Regions from separate parts of the Hordeum vulgare genome. Here region 2 is linked to region 1. Evidence: chromatin contacts called from public HiChIP or PLAC-seq data. All regions are on one chromosome and are shown on one strand. Each heading gives the region's core, a stretch centred on a gene start, on an enhancer-like site or on the middle of the called end of the contact. The rest is flanking DNA. Distances are from core to core; before and after follow the strand shown.

Evidence for each region. HiChIP or PLAC-seq counts read pairs in DNA pulled down with a chosen protein or histone mark.
Region 2: an H3K4me3 HiChIP or PLAC-seq map of embryo shows a contact between it and region 1, with 6 times the contacts expected there. The contact joins the promoter of LOC123447915 here to the promoter of LOC123447911 in region 1. A contact is called at or near these places in 1 of 6 Hi-C or Micro-C datasets (seedling) and 1 of 1 datasets of contacts at active chromatin or transcription factors (embryo).

What each region holds. Positions count from the first base shown.
Region 1 is chr4H:70,134,302-70,139,717 of MorexV3_pseudomolecules_assembly, forward strand. LOC123447911 reads right to left here and starts at 3,292. Exons shown (of 7, transcript XM_045124632.1): 1 at 2,919-3,292; 2 at 2,015-2,689; 3 at 878-1,230; 4 at 1-58. The coding sequence starts at 3,147.
Region 2 is chr4H:70,461,677-70,467,092 of MorexV3_pseudomolecules_assembly, forward strand. It overlaps LOC123447915 (B3 domain-containing protein Os11g0197600-like), which reads left to right and starts at 3,063. Exons shown (of 5, transcript XM_045124636.1): 1 at 3,063-3,552. The coding sequence starts at 3,313.

The DNA.
Region 1 (5,416 bases), core at 2,042-4,541:
ATGTGACTTCATCCAAAAACATAGCAAAACAAACTGTCTTCTTTGAGAGACTTGTGATCTGCAAAGATATCAAATAAAGACACTTCATATGGATACTAAAGAATATTTCATGTTGTGACATAGCACAAGAAAGGTCAAGAATTGTTTAAGTTTGGAGTGCAGTTTGTTGAAGTGTGTATGTGTGGATTGTCTAGCTTTTTCCATCAATTCGGAATTTTGATTGCGTTGGCTAGTGCATGAAGCTTAACATCGTATCAGAGTCTAAGATCTTGAGTTCAAAGTCCTGGCTTCTGCAATTTATCAAAAAATTGTTGTTGCCCCCTCTGTGTCCATGTATAGGCCTCTTGAGCCATACCTCTGAGTCTATTTGCATGTTGACTTCCCGCGTCACACGTGGATTGTCTAGCTCTTTCCATCAGTTCAGACTTTTAGTTGAGTTGGCTAGTGCATGAAGCTTAACATGGTTATGGTAATTTAAAAAATGTGAAAATGAGTTTTCAATCTTGTATCACATAGCAACATTAAAGGACTTAGCAAAAGATGGCATCATCATACTATTAATGGAGATGTGGTTGCATTTCATAGACCTGTCATCTAAGGGTTTTTTATGTCTGTATGTGAGACTAATCAGCAGTAAAAAACTAAAAATACTGCTTTAACATTGACAAGTACCTAGAGACTAGATAGTAAAGCGAGGCTAATGAGATGCTAAACTGTCTGCAACAAACCATGCAAAGAACAAAGGAACCTATCCCTAAAAAAAAGGAACATACTGGAACAAATTGTTATAAGTCGCTTATTGCTACTTATACAGGTTGGAGGAATCATAGTAGAAGTGTAAATTTGCCAAAGAGTTATGTGCCAAGAAATGTCATACTGTTTTGCCATATGGAGTCCTCAGACGATCAGAGTTTCCAAAGATGCAGGAAGATACAGCAATGCGGCATTTGCTCATGTACTTTTTGTCATCCTCTGATATATCAAAACCAGTGCTTGATCCATTAGGCCCCTTAACAAAAGCACATGTCAGTTGTTGGTCATGAGCTACATATGACTCCTCTCTTTCCTGTAGAGTCTGGTGGCCAGCAAATCTTGGCTCCCAATATTCTGATCCAACTGGTTTTTGTTCAACCTCTACATACTCCAACTTAAAGCTACCGAATTTTTCATTTTTTGCAGGCTCTACAAGTTGTGCAGTGGAGTTTAGGAACCTCATTTCACAAGTTGAACCTGGTTAATATATTCCAACTAATTAGGTAACCATCAAGAACAGAGGCTAAAAAAATTATGACTAGATAATAAAGACATGAAACAAGCTTGATTGCAAAAAGAGTGTCATATTTGATATCAATAGAATTTATAGTAAGGCAAATTATCAAATATAGCAAAGGTACTGATAGACCTAATAATAAAGCTCAGATATACTGATTTTGACTTGCATAAATAATACAACAAATATATCATGATACCATTGCGTGCAAACATTTTCAGTTAATTCACCAGGCAAAAACTTGGGCATCCAACATCAGCACCATATTTTTTATTTAAATCCAACAGCAAACCATGAAAATGTTATGCCACAAACCTATCAGTTGGCGGTCTAACATGTCCAAGACATCCAATATTACGGTCATGTTATGCATGTCATAATATTTATGAAAGCCACTGGGTACAATACGCATGCTCATATTTTATTCATGACGCAACACTTGAATAGTCATTAGGTACATACACATCTTATGCATGCTAACAGCATCCCCTATTAGATACTTACAATCACATTTCATGTTTCTAAAATAATAATGATCTCATACAGCAGAAAAATAGCGTGCAATATATAGCTACTTATCTAGCTGAATCACCTCATAAAGCTATTAGGATAGTAACAGCAAAAATCTAACGGTATCCTGAGTAAATGGGATCAAAATTCCACCAATTTAGGGAGGAAAATCATGATGCTAAACTGAAACTGCCCGAATCTAGCTTTCAAATTAGAAAAGGAAGAACAACTCACCAGACTTTTTACGCTTTGGTTTCTTCTTGGACCCATGTTTCTTATCACCAGTACCTGAAGCTTTCTTTTGATCCGTATTAACAACATCACCACCATCACCAATCCTTCCACCTGCTTTCATGTGTCTCTCCAAGGCAACATTCTCTTCCTTCTCTATGCTCTCATGAATACCATCACCAAGTTTCCTGCCAACAGATGAATGCATCTGAGAATCATCGGGATCATCGATGCCATCATCATACTCATCATCTGGATCAACCTCCCTCATCCCCGTGCTCACGGCACCCATAGAAGCTGCCTCATACTGCTCCAGCTCTTTCCTGCCACCCTCATTGTATAAGGTGCCTCCTTTTCCCCCTTCAGCCAACTCTGGAACCTCCTTGTCAGCACCACCCCTGGTGTCCAAGGTCAACCCTTTCTCCTCGATTCCGGGATCAGAGCTCACGCTTTTCTCACTGCTGCCACCAGCATCACCAGTGTTTCCACCAGCACCCGAGATCTTCTCCTTCTCGTCCTCCGAATAGTCCTCGTCACGCCGTCGATCATCCTGGTCCCAGTACCTGGAATCCCGCGCACTCCTGCCACCACCGCCATGGCCGAACTTGAGCTCCTTCCAGTTCTTGCTCCGGTTCCACTCCGGCAAACCCTCCCCGCCGCCCGAATCTTCGCCGATCTCTGCAAAACAATACGGACATGTAATGGCATTAACTAACAGATAACCAGATCAACCGAACAGAATTTGGATCGACAGTGGTCCATTCACATCCAACCATGCCATGGACGATCCCAAGAGCGTCAAAGATGGCATTTCCACTCTCCTCTCTCTCCTGTCGAAGCAACAAGAACACCGAGCGGGGCGGACCGCCTAAACCCATCCCCAGAGAATCCGAGTGAAACCACCAACCTGCGGGGTCGCGAGAGAGGCGGCGCGAGAGGATGAAGACGCCAGCGAGGAGCAGGACTGCAGCGGAGGCTGCGGCAACGGCCGGCGAGCGGCGGCGCGCGGGCTTGCCGGGACGGCGGATCCGGGAGGGCTTGGAGGGGTGGGCCCGGTGGTAGTCCGGGAGCGGGTGGTGGGTCGCGCCACCGCGGGAGTCGAAGAAACCGCCGCCGGATTGCCTGTACTGCGCCATCAGTCAGAGGCGGTGCTACTGCTGGTGCTCGGCCACCACCACCATGTACGGGACGGAGGACGGTGGGTGGGGAAGCGGACCGGAGTGAAACGGAGGGGCTTTTTTGTAATTTGATCGGGATGGTTGGAGGGAGTGGTTAGTTGCACGTGACGGTGATGGGGTTGGGAGAAGCCGGAGAAAAAGACCTATCTCTCCTCTCTCTCTCTCTCTTAGGCTGCGAGGTTGGTGAGAGGGGAGAGATCGGAGATGAGAGCCGACATGTTAGGCATAGAGCGGGATATTTTTATCAAACAACGTGTTCTTCCTCCCTTATTTCCCAAAAGGTCAAATGTCATGTAAGCAAAATGAACAAATTTGATTAATCTTTTTGTATGGTGTCCGGCGACGAAACACTAGAGTGGATGCCACACTACACTATGTAGCGTCTGACTGACAGCGGAGGCACCTTGGCGAGCGTGGCATCCCGAAGACAGCCCTAGCCCCACCCCCGTTGTGCAGCCCTAGCACACAGGCACCACACTTGCAATGTGCAGCGCCTGAGGCAGCCACCCCTTCACCCTTGCCCATTGGCTCTCCCAAGCCCTTCCATGTTTCTTCGATACACGCTTGGCGAAGCCCTACCGGAATTCCGCTTTTACCACCACAACCAACATCGTCGTGTTGGCTCAGATATCATCTACATATTCTCCCTCTCTTGCTGGATCAAGAAGGAGGATACGTCACTGAACCAACCCTCTGCAAAACTCATAGGTGCCGCATGTGCGGTGCTTGGATCAGATGGGGTCGCGAAGCGAGTGCGACTACGCCAACCACCGTCTCTAGATCGTTAACACTTTCGGTTTACAAGGGTATGTAGACACATCTCCCTCTTGTTGCTAGCATCTCCATAGAATAGATCTTGGGCGTTGATACTCATGATCTGCGTTGGGCTTTTAGTGAAGAGGAACGGGTTATCGCAGCATAAAACGGGTAAGTATTTCCCTCAGTTATGAAATCAAGGTTTATCCAACCAATAGAAATATCAACCACAACCGACTTCAATGGTTGCACACAAAAGAACAAACAACTTGCACCCAACACGGACAAGAGGGTTGTGAATCCTCTTGTCTTGTCATTTGCAAGCAAGTGAGGTGTGTAGATAATTATAGATAGCAAGATAAAATAAAAACAAGTAAATAATAGCAAGGTAATGAAGGTACTATCAATATGTTGTGAATAGATACGGGGCCATAGCTTTACCTAATGGCATCTCTCATGGAAAAATAGCATACTGTGGGTAAACAAATTACTTTTGGGCAATTGATAGAAAAGCGAGATATTCACGGCAATGATCATGTGTATATAGGCATCTCGTTCATAAACAAATAGGTCGACTTCTACCTGCACCTATTACTATTACTTCACTCCAAGAGCGCTTCTATGCTTGCCTCTCTACGTATTAAGTTCACGGCGAACGAAGTAATGCATAGAGTAAGATGACATGATGTAGACAAACTAAACTCAAACAATATGAATAAACCCATTGTTTTATCCTTAGTAGCAGCAACACAAAGACGCATCTTGTCCCCTTCTGTCAATGGGATATAGAAATTCGCTAGGTTAAACCTACCACAACGGACCTCTCTCACGGAAGAAATACCGATCTAGTTGGCCAAAGTATTTCAGTAGATCGGAGAGAATTACGAAGTTGTCATAATCATGCACATAAGAATCATATAAGTATTCAGAGGTGACTCAAATATTTATCATGAATAATCTGAACATAAAACCACAATTCATCGTATCTCAACAAACGCACCACACAAAAAGAATTACATCATATGGATCAAAGCAAAGATGCGATGATCATTGTATTGAAGATCAAAGAGAGAGATTGACATCTAGGTACTGACTATGGACCCGTAGGTCTGTGGTGAACTACTGACACATCATCGTGAGGGCATCAAGGTTGATGAAGAGGCACTCCGCGATCGATCCCCCCTCCGGCAAGGTGCCGGAATGGAGCTCCAGATGGCCTCCCATCGGAACAAAGACTTGTGGCGGCGTAAAAAAGTGTTTCGGGACTCCCTCTCGTGTTTTTAGGATAGATGAGAATTTATAAGCAGAAGAACAGAGCCGGGAGGGCCACGAGGGGGACACAAGCTATCAGTGCCCCCAAGGCAGTGCCCTGTTAGCTTATGGGCCACCTATGAGGCCTCTAGCCTTTTTCCGATGCTCGTTGGTCTTCTTTTGGTCCAGAAAAAATCATCAAAAAGTTTCAAGGCAACTG
Region 2 (5,416 bases), core at 1,813-4,312, 330 kb after region 1:
AGAAATGAAGCACAAGACCTTACCGTGACCGAAGCTTCACACTCCCTCCACCGGCGCCAATCAATATCGCGTGAACGACCATAGAACCGAGAGAAATTCTTCCACGCAATTGACGAGCATCGCCTCGCCACCGTCGACAAGATGTTTCAACCATTGTTGTAGGATTTCATGTACACAATGCCAGATCATCCTAGACCATCTCATTCATAGCCACCGCTCAATTCTAGGATGCCAGGTCAGTAGCGCCTTGACGTAATTCAATAGCGAAGTGAGGATGTGATCGCCATACTAGAGAAGCAAGCGATGATGGTTCTGAATAAACATCACAGATCTATCCAAACTAAACTGAGGAGGCCTTGCCTCGCTAGCTTCCCAACAAAGCTGAAGCTGCCAACACATCGTCGGATAGAGAAGAAACTAGAAGACCAATACACAGACCATCACCTCCACTTCACCTAACAACGACGTCGAACACCACCTACACAAATCGTAGGAAAGAAATGAAGCACAAGACCTTACCGTGACCGAAGCTTCACACTCCCTCCACCGGCGCCAATCAATATCGCGTGAACGACCATAGAACCGAGAGAAATTCTTCCACGCTATTGACGAGCATCGCCTCGCCACCGTCGACAAGATGTTTCAACCATTGTTGTAGGATTTCATGTACACAATGCAAGATCATCCTAGACCATCTCATTCATAGCCACCACTCAATTCTAGGATGCCAGGTCAGTAGCGCCTTGACGTAATTCAATAGCGAAGTCAGGATGTGATCGCCATACTAGAGAAGCAAGCGATGATGGTTCTGAATAACCATCACAGATCTATCCAAACTAAATTGAGGAGGCCTTGCCTCGCTAGCTTCCCAACAAAGCTGAAGCTGCCAACACATCGTCGGATAGAGAAGAAACTAGAAGACCAATACACAGACCATCACCTCCACTTCACTTAACAATGACGTCGAACACCACCTACACAAATCGTAGGAAAGAAATGAAGCACAAGACCTTACCGTGACCGAAGCTTCACACTCCCTCCACCGGCGCCAATCAATATCGCGTGAACGACCATAGAACCGAGAGAAATTCTTCCACGCAATTGACGAGCATCGCCTCGCCACCGTCGACAAGATGTTTCAACCATTGTTGTAGGATTTCATGTACACAATGCAAGATCATCCTAGACCATCTCATTCATAGCCACCACTCAATTCTAGGATGCCAGGTCAGTAGCGCCTTGACGTAATTCAATAGCGAAGTGAGGATGTGATCGCCATACTAGAGAAGCAAGCGATGATGGTTCTGAATAACCATCACAGATCTATCCAAACTAAACTGAGGAGGCCTTGCCTCGCTAGCTTCCCAACAAAGCTGAAGCTGCCAACACATCGTCGGATAGAGAAGAAACTAGAAGACCAATACACAGACCATCACCTCCACTTCACCTAACAACGACGTCGAACACCACCTACACAAATCGTAGGAAAGAAATGAAGCACAAGACCTTACCGTGACCGAAGCTTCACACTCCCTCCACCGGCGCCAATCAATATCGCGTGAACGACCATAGAACCGAGAGAAATTCTTCCACGCAATTGACGAGCATCGCCTCGCCACCGTCGACAAGATGTTTCAACCATTGTTGTAGGATTTCATGTACACAATGCAAGATCATCCTAGACCATCTCATTCATAGCCACCACTCAATTCTAGGATGCCAGGTCAGTAGCGCCTTGACGTAATTCAATAGCGAAGTCAGGATGTGATCGCCATACTAGAGAAGCAAGCGATGATGGTTCTGAATAACCATCACAGATCTATCCAAACTAAATTGAGGAGGCCTTGCCTCGCTAGCTTCCCAACAAAGCTGAAGCTGCCAACACATCGTCGGATAGAGAAGAAACTAGAAGACCAATACACAGACCATCACCTCCACTTCACTTAACAATGACGTCGAACACCACCTACACAAATCGTAGGAAAGAAATGAAGCACAAGACCTTACCGTGACCGAAGCTTCACACTCCCTCCACCGGCGCCAATCAATATCGCGTGAACGACCATAGAACCGAGAGAAATTCTTCCACGCAATTGACGAGCATCGCCTCGCCACCGTCGACAAGATGTTTCAACCATTGTTGTAGGATTTCATGTACACAATGCAAGATCATCCTAGACCATCTCATTCATAGCCACCACTCAATTCTAGGATGCCAGGTCAGTAGCGCCTTGACGTAATTCAATAGCGAAGTCAGGATGTGATCGCCATACTAGAGAAGCAAGCGATGATGGTTCTGAATAACCATCACAGATCTATCCAAACTAAACTGAGGAGGCCTTGCCTCGCTAGCTTCCCAACAAAGCTGAAGCTGCCAACACATCGTCGGATAGAGAAGAAACTAGAAGACCAATACACATACCATCACCTCCACTTCACCTAACAACGACGTCGAACACCACCTACACAAATCGTAGGAAAGAAATGAAGCACAAGACCTTACCGTGACCGAAGCTTCACACTCCCTCCACCGGCGCCAATCAATATCGCGTGAACGACCATAGAACCGAGAGAAATTCTTCCACGCAATTGACGAGCATCGCCTCGCCACCGTCGACCAGATGTTTCAACCATTGTTGTAGGATTTGATGTACACAATGCAAGATTATCCTAGACCATCTCATTCATAGCCACCCCTCAAATCTAGGATGCCGGGTCAGTAGCGCCTGCACGTAATTCAATTGAACGAGAATGTAACCAGAAGGTCCAACTTCATTACAACAAATACACACCATTAGAGGGGGTCAACGAGAATGTCACGATCTCGGGTGACAAAGGAACATGAATGCTCCCAAATCCAAAATAAAAGGAGCGTGAATGCACGAATTAGAGGGGGTCAACAGAGGAATATTTCTTCCTCAACAGCATAAATAAGGCACGGAAGAAAAAAAAGTTGAAAAAAAAAAGAATCCATCTATGCACTCATGCACATGGACGCACGAACGCATCCGCTCTGCCGCACACTGCCCAAAGAGGGCCATCACCCATCAGGTCCGGCCCTTTCACCCCTAGCTTGAGGCATGCTCCCTTTCCGTGAAATGACTTTTGACCAATCGGGGTCGGGGATCTGTCGCTAAAACCCACGCTGAGAATCAGGGGCGGTGAGACCCACCGTCGCCGTGAGTGAGTGCTGATTCCGGGGTTGAACGGGGCAGCCTCGCTCGCTCCGCGCTCCACTGGTAACTGAAGCTTATAAACCTCGGGCTCGCCGACATCTCTGCGGAGAGTAGAGGGGTTGGGTGAGAGAAGCAGATGCTTTTGTCGGGCATGGTGGGGAGCAGGCGTCGGGAGCTGCAGGAGAGGGACCGGAGGCGGCGGGAGGAGGAGGAGAGCGCGTGGCGGGAGGAGCGGGAGCGGGAGAGAAGGGAGGCGGCGGCGGAGAAGGAGAAGGGGAAGGGGAAGGAGAGGGAGGGGGAGAATGGCGGAGAAGGCGGCAAGTTCGGTCAGCAATTCGCCAGGGTGTTCCTGCCGCAGCTGTACGGGGATAGATTGGTGAGCGCTTCTTGAAATCCTTGATTAATTCAGTGCTCGGCGTAGTACTGCTTGATTCTTCGATCGACCGGAATCGGCTATCCGTCGGATGTTGTTAGCGAGCCCATTTGGTTAAATTCCAGAAAGAGAAAATACATAGAGTTGTATCTGACCTAGGTTTTTCTTTTTATAGTTTTATTGTGCATCTGATGCTAAAGGTGGACTGGATGTTTACCTATCGTGTTTTGTGAATCTTGTCTTGTGCAATGTTGTTTGGAAGATTCCAAGCTGGTTCTGCTTTTGGATGTGGGAATAGATGAAGTGTTCCCTTGGATTGATCCACTCTGTCTGGTGTCAGGGGAATTTCCTCGGTGGATGTACATTCTTGAGCACGGATGCCATTCGGCTTCCAGCATTAGGAGTATCTTTTTTTGTCAATCTTTCTTAGTTCAGTTGTCCTTGATGAGAATGGAACAGTTTACTCTGTGTTTCATTTAGCTGGTTAGAGTTATTGCTCTGCTTTGCCATGCTTCTACAGATAATGCATAGTTGACATTTTGTGTGAATAAGTGGTATTTTGGCTATTGATATAATTGCTGCCTTCATGCGTTTACAGCATCAACATATATGTGATTCCACACATTTGTAAGTAAACCTGAGAATGGTTTTATACTTGAACCATAACCGTACATTTATCTCTTAAAACCATACTTGAGCCATACCCATTTAATGTCATTTTCAGCCCAACCAAAACTGAACCCACTATTTTTTCCACCCAAACCAATTTAAACCCAATACATAACCGTGGGTTTAAACCCAGTACATAACTATGGCTTTGCTTCAATGTACATATGATTGCACAAATTGACATGTTAAGAAGCAAATGAGATAGAAAAGGCATAAGTGCATCTACGACAGTTTGGGAACAAAGTTATCCTTGAGATACAGTTAGCATATAGCAAGAGGCAAAAAGAAAATGGCCACGGCTGAAAAGCTCACTCACAAGTGTATTAAAACCAAATTGCTTAGCCAAAGCACAAGCAAATACTTCCGATTTTCATGTGGTGTTTCCCCATGATACATAATTACATACTGCATTACATCATGCACGCGTATCAAAGATACACGTTCTCGGTCGTCGTTGGTTATTGCACATAACCAATGCCTAGAAACCTGTTTGGATCCATAGTTTATAACCGCTAATAACCAAACTGTTTAAACCCATAACCAACTATACCCAAACTGGTTTCTCCACATACCCAAACCAAAACCAAACTAAAAAAAGCTCAGCCCAATAAAACCTGAACCAATCAAACCCAAAGTAAGAACCGAACCGTTACGCCCGGTTTTTTAATAAGCATTCTCAGGTTTATTTGTAAGAGAGGAAGTAAAATAGAAACAAAGAGACAACTAGTTTTTAGATTAACTCATAGTCCCTTGGTTCACAAATATTAGATGTTCTGGATATTTCATTATGGACTACATGCGGACTGAAATGAGTGAACAAACACACTAAAATGTATCTATATACATCTGATTAAGAAAAAAAGTTAAAACATCTTATATCTGTCAACAGAGGGAGTACTTCTTTTCAAGAATGCCCGAAGTCATAAGTACAAATCGGATGTGTTGGAGTGCATATAATTAAGAAAAGCTTGGTTTCTTCTCATTGCCTCTTTAATCCCTTAACGAGGAGTAACTTCTAATTGTTTATTCACTAGGAATAGAATTTTTGTGCTGGCGTTAGGTAGTGGTGAAATGGTGATGTTCTCATCGCATCACCCTATGGAAAACAAATCCGAGATAGAGGGACAAATTGAGCATACTCTTTTCTGAACTCATTTGAACTTAGTGTTAAGTACACTAGTAATAATATGTTCTTTAT